2 separate regions of the Sus scrofa genome follow, and region 1 is linked to region 2. The links are chromatin contacts, called in public HiChIP or PLAC-seq maps. All regions are on one chromosome and are shown on one strand. The core of a region is the stretch at or near the end of the contact, and the rest is flanking DNA. Distances in the headings are between cores, read along the strand shown. Region 1 overlaps LOC106505836 (a long non-coding RNA gene). Region 2 has its middle 190 kb from the start of NRIP1.

What was found. HiChIP or PLAC-seq counts read pairs in DNA pulled down with a chosen protein or histone mark.
Region 1: a contact with region 2 is called in an H3K27ac HiChIP or PLAC-seq map of alveolar macrophages. The contact joins two enhancer-like sites. A contact is called at or near these places in 2 of 47 Hi-C or Micro-C datasets (embryonic fibroblasts and fetal heart ventricle) and 2 of 2 datasets of contacts at active chromatin or transcription factors (alveolar macrophages and skeletal muscle).

Annotation. Positions count from the first base shown.
Region 1 is chr13:180,333,378-180,336,257 of Sscrofa11.1, forward strand. The region is part of intron 3 of LOC106505836 (a long non-coding RNA gene); the gene reads left to right. Among named protein-coding and RNA genes, the nearest start is that of USP25, 240 kb to the right of the region's middle. Within about 2 kb of position 1,609, at least 3 of the 83 cell types and tissues checked have an H3K27ac peak or open chromatin away from gene starts, as enhancers often do. A contact at or near this core is called in alveolar macrophages, where this site is marked.
Region 2 is chr13:179,727,159-179,730,370 of Sscrofa11.1, forward strand. No RefSeq gene overlaps it. Among named protein-coding and RNA genes, the nearest start is that of NRIP1, 190 kb to the right of the region's middle. Within about 2 kb of position 1,308, at least 1 of the 83 cell types and tissues checked has an H3K27ac peak or open chromatin away from gene starts, as enhancers often do. A contact at or near this core is called in alveolar macrophages, where this site is marked.

The DNA of each region.
Region 1 (2,880 bases), core at 359-2,858, 610 kb after region 2:
AGGAGCAGGAGCCGAGTTTTCTCTAAGAGAGGAGTGTCCAAGGAGCCTCCATGAGTCAGGGTTTGAGTTCATTTGGGGTCACCATGGGTCTTATCTGCAAAGGACTGAAAAACATATGAAGGAAATCATAGCAGACTCACAGTAGGAATGAGGGTAAACATTAATAAAAGGGGAATCAGACTGGGTCAAAGGAATGCTGGAACCATAGAAGGAGAAAATCAGTTAAAACTTATTATAAAGATGAGAAAATGGCCGGAAGACAGTCTTCCAAGACTCAGAGATTCCCGGCACAAGTGCAGATAAATTCAAACTATTTCATTTGACTGATGTTTACCTTCATCTCCCAAGTTTCCATGGCTACACCAATACTGATTTGAACAAAATAATGATAGATTTCAAGATAGTACATATTCTTAAATTTAAAAAACTTTATAAAAATATTTATTTATCCCCAGCCCTCCTGCCTTCAGAATCCAGATCTTTAGGTGTAGGTTAATTTGCATGCCGATTTACTAGCTGAAAAACCAGAAAGAAATAGGAGCTTGGAAGCATTTGTCCTTAGGCAACCAATGTGAAACATCAAGAGCGCAAAATGATAACACAAATTCGGTTTGTATTATTTGCACCCAGAGCTCACTTAGAACAACCAATTACTTTTTAACGTGAAAAATAAAAATTTCCCACGAGTATGAAATGATTCAACTGATCGCATATTGACTGCACTTCTATTATGTGTTGACTCCTTTACTAAAAAGTCGTGTTGTTTTGTGTGGGAGAAAAGAGTTGTTCCAAAGTCAGATTACAAAAAAATGAGTGCACACTTTACCTCAAGAGGTTTTGCTCACAAGTAGATTCTTAGAATGTCAGTGCTGACAAGGACCTAAGGCTCCTTGATTCTGATTCCCTTCCTTTGGGGCAAGAACTGGACCTCACAGAGAAATAAGACTCCGTTTGTTTCCTGTGTTCCCGTGGCCAGCCAGAGGCCCTGTGAGAATATCTGTCTGGATGCCTCTACATAACTGTGCAGCCAGGAGACCTCATGGAATCTTTCACTTTCCACATGCTCCCATCCTGCCTAAGATGCCACATCACCGCCATTCTTCCAGCCTGGCGAGGCCGAGCTTCACAGAAGCACAGAGCACTTTTCCATTTTGGAAACCTGACCAAGCCTGCTGACCAGGCTGGGCCGCTGACAGTAGCACCAGTCCTGACTCTCTCTGTGCCAGAGTGAACAGCACTCTAAGCCAGAGTCTTTCAGAACCTTGGGACCACTTAATCCCTCAAAGCTTTTCATTCCTGCCACCTTTGGCCTCCACCCAAAATGCACGCTCCAACAGTCCTCTGTCCTCTCACATCCTGGTCCCCACCCTACTCTTTGTTCCTCTGCTATGAGTCATCTTGCCATCCTCATTCCATTTTCCTGTCAAACTCCTGGCCTTTGCTCACATGGCTCCCTCCACCTCTCCTGCCTTCTCCCTGCACAGTCCATGTGGTGAATACCCATTCATCTTTCAAGACTCATCTCAGTCATTATCCCCTGCTTTGCAAAGGAGAATCTTCACCTGCTTCCTCCTAGCTGCCTTGCCCCGTAGAATTGACAAGTCTTTCCATTGTTGCTTAATAGAAGAAAAACCAGAGGAACGTAATTCTATGGGGCAAGGCAGCTATCACAGCTCTCTAAATGGTGAAAGAATTTGTTTGCATGTCTGCCTCTACTGGATTACAGTCTCTCTGAGGGCCTAGACTTTGTTTTGTGCCCTCCACTGTATTTTCAGTGCCTGGAACAGTGTCTCCTAGCATATAGTAGGCTCTTGTTAAATATTTTGTTAACTAGATGAGTATCGCTACTGGGCCATTAGCTTCTTGGAGGCAGGAACAATGCCTTCTTTCCTCACCACTGCACAGTTCCTGGCACATATGGCTGGAGAATCATAGTAACTTCTTTCCTCAGTGCCCTATGGAATCCATATGCTACTGTAAATAAATGTCCCTTTTCATTCAAGCATTTCACCCAGGTCCCCCTCAACCTAACCTTAAACGTGGTGCTCCCTTAGGATGACTCCCCTTTTCACCCTCTTGGAAAAAGCCTCCTCATCACACAGCCCCTTTTACTAAGACCCAAGATCTGCCTACTTCTGGATTCCCATTGCAACTCAAATTCTTTCCTCACAGGCAAAAGTATTGAAAGAGTAGTTAATACCCCTGTTACTAATCAGCCTGCAGTCTTCATCGCCACTGAAATGGCTTTTTCATGGGGTCAAATGCATTGGACAATTATTAAGCCTACTTTTGCTACTTCCAATTCTTAGCGCGTATGGTTCTCAACTTCTCTGTAATGTTTGGCACTTTCAATATGAAGCATTTTCCCCCTTCACCTGCTTTTTCCCCCACCTACTTCTCTGGTCCAACTTTTGTAGACTTTTGGAAAACTCTTCTATCTTATTCTTCATCTTGCATTTTCCCTCAGGCCTCTGAACCCTATTCTCTAGTTGAACTATCACCTTTAAGATGATGAATTACAAGTGTATTCTTCTTCAAAGGCACAGCCTCATTTCTCCATTTGTCCCTGGAAAGCCCTCATGGGTAACCTGAAACACTTTTAAAATCAGCCTTTACAAAGCTGAATTTACTATGTATCTTCTAACTCTTCTCTTCTATGGCATCTCTTGCTTAATCAAAAGTACCCCAACAATGATCCCATATCCTAGCTAGAAATATGGAGAGTATTTCTAGACAAGCTCCACTTTTTCCGCCTCAGAATCCTACTTCTTTCATTCCACACCTGAGACCCAATTTCTCTCACTCTACTTCCAATACTACTTTCACATTCATCCCCCCGCCTATCCCTATGACTACTGTGAGATAATAGTCTCTAATCAC
Region 2 (3,212 bases), core at 58-2,557:
GCCACCTCTGCCCAACTGGATACATTTGGTAAGTTGTTAAGCCAAGGTTAATACTTAGATGTCAGTCAGTCTCCAAAGCTTATGTCCTTATAAATGAATTACAGTATTTTCTTAATGGGTCCTGAAGAAATTTCGAAAGAATAAATGGAGGAATTAATATGTGAATGGTTGAATGTATGATCTTCTGGAGTTAAAGCGATAAAAATTTAGGACAAGTCTCATACTTATCAGCTTCCTTTCTTATATGAGACATTGTCTAAACCCACAAAACTTCATTTGCAGTCTTGCTGCGTATACCCTAATCATCTGTCCTGATCTGCTTGTATCTTGAACTGTAACTACTGCATAAAAAATCAGGATTTTTTTTTTAATGAGTGCCTTCCTATCATAAGATTTCACTTGATAAAAATTATATAATGGTAGCTGAGCATTACATTTATCTGCAGATTAAAAAGCTTTTTTTGTCCAGACAGGAAAAAAACCAAATAAATAAAATGTGGTTATTTCTATAATTCATCTTTAGAAATATACTCTTACTCATTAGAGATAATGTACGTATTTTGTTATAATTCCTTCAGGTGAAGTTATACAATAAGTAGAGTGTAATATAAAAATACCCAAATAGGAAAATCTTATTTTGCAGTTATTCGATGTTTACCTTGTCTGGAAAATCTAGAAACCAGAAACTTGAGAATAAGACATAATTATCAGTTTTATGCATTTTGTACATATCTTTCATAAGCAAGTTCTGCAATTTGGTTTTTTTATTATTTTAAATTTTCTATTATAGTTGATTTACAATGTTCTATCAATGTATGCTGACAGCAAAGTGACCCAGTTATACATAAATGTACATTCTTTTTTCACATTATCCTCCATCATGTTTTTTAATTATCAGTTATTTATTGAGCATCTATTCTGTGTTCAGCCCTATACGCCAAAGAAGATTTAAGACAAAATAAGTCTTAAATAAGACAAATTAAGACAAAATAAGATTTAAGCAAAATAAGTCACACCACTTGCCCTAAGGACACAACACAGTTAAAAAAAAAAAAAATCCCAAGCCCTTGGACAGAGTCTGAGAGTGGACAATATGCTAAGAATTCAGGGCAGGTAGAGATACCTATGACCTGAGGTGACCATAATTGATAGAGAAATGTGTAAGAAAGTGACTTAGAGTATTTTCTCCAAAGAGAGTAGATGTTGCTAAAAACCAACTTGGATAAAGCCCCAGAATCACATGTGTTCACTGGGATGCACAGAAGAGTTGCTATTTCTGATTTCTCTGACTCCTGGGAACCCCTTCCCATGATTCAGAGAGGGTTGATTATGAAACAAATATACTCATAGTTCAAGGTCACAGGGCAAGCATGATCATCACTATAAGGGGAATTCCTTGAGAAAAAGCCACAGTTCAATCTCTCCATGACAGAACCAGCAGAGCTCTGTGTGCTTGAGACTCTTTTTAATTCCAACTATCTGAGCCACAATCAATAGCGGGAGCACAAGGGGCTTGTGGCTGGACTGGTTTATGTGACAGGTCACACATTAGATACCTAATTGATGTGGCTTCTTGGGATGTTGCGATGCCATTGACACATGCCACTTCCTGTTACTACTAGGCTTAATGGTTCATCTTTTGATTTCTGCCTCACTCCCAGCACAACAATTTTTATAGTTTATAACCTTATAAAGTTGAGACTAGTTGAACCTGCTAAGTAGCTCATTTAAGATCCTCAAACCCCCATGTTAATGAACAATGATGTTCTGCTATTAGCTTCCAGTAGCTTCTTCATTACTCAGTATATACTAGGTTATTCTGTAGTAACACATAAACCCCTAAATCCAAGGATATGGTAAGTTACGTGTCCCCAATGATATCCATATTCTAATCCCCAGAACCTGTAAATGTGGCCTTGTATGCAAAAGAGATTTTGCAGATTGAGTTAAAATTTTTGAGATAGTGAAATTACACAGGATTATCTGGATGGGACTAATGTATTCACAAGGGTTCCTTAAAATAAGTGAAGGCAGGAGGCTCAGAGTCAAAGAAGAGAATGGGAAGATGGAAACAGAAAAGAGAGAGATAAAAAGAGAGAGAGAGACAGACAGAAACAGAGACGGATTTGAAGATGCCATGCTGATAACTTTGAAGATGAAGGACCCACAAGGCAAGGAATGTAGGCACCTTCTAGAATCTCGAAAAGACAAGGACACATATTTTCCCCAAAAGCCTCTAGTAGGAATGCAGCCTTGACAAAACTGTGATTTTAGGACTGCTGACCTCTGGAAGTGTAAGATAATAAATTTGTATTGCTTTAAGACACTTAGTTTGAGGTAATTTGTTATCGATGCAATAGAAAAGTCAGACAAAGGGTCTTAATATTTTTAAAAAGTTATCAGTTCAGGCACCCTGCACATCCTTCAATGGGTAGTGCAGGGGCTTTTGTTTATTTCCTCAGTCAAGGATTCAGGTTGCTGGAGACTTCACCATTTGAAAGTCATCAGTTGCCTCAGCAAGGGGGAAGAGAGTGAAAATTTCAGACCCATTCTTTTACACTTTGGTCTAGAAAGTAACACATGGCACTTCTGTTTATGTTCCTTTGGCCAGAAAAACATATGATCCTACCTAACTGAAAATTAGTTGGGAAATGTAACCTTTCATGAGCCTGGAGGGAAAGAATTGGTCACTGCTGGGCACTAGGAAAGTCTGCCTCTGCCTTACATGAGGGAGTTGATGAAAATCCTGGTCAATAACAGTGAAGAGAAATTTTTCTGACCTGAGCCAATCTAGAGTCTACTCTTTCCTAGTTCAGAGTCTGCTCTTCTGTGACAGTTTGTGTTGGGATAACCAGCACCTTATATCATCAGAACCTGTATTGCTAATTACAGAGAATTCCCAATATCTGAAATTGTTCACATGTCGATGTTACATTAAAAAAAAAAACTTTATTAACTCTCTGTAGCTCTAGCTATTGCAAAGCTATGCACAACTGAGAATCTGAGAAATTTATTTCTCCATATTGTATGAAATACCAGCTGCAAGGGCAAATCGTGCTGGGCATGGCACCTATTTATTAGTGGTACTTTCTGTATATGTATTTGACCTACGTTGGAGCAAAGCAATAAAATATAACCCATTCTTTCCTTTCATAGAAGAGAACAACTCACAGGTAGAATGAATCCTGAAAACAGAACCCTCGTGCAATACT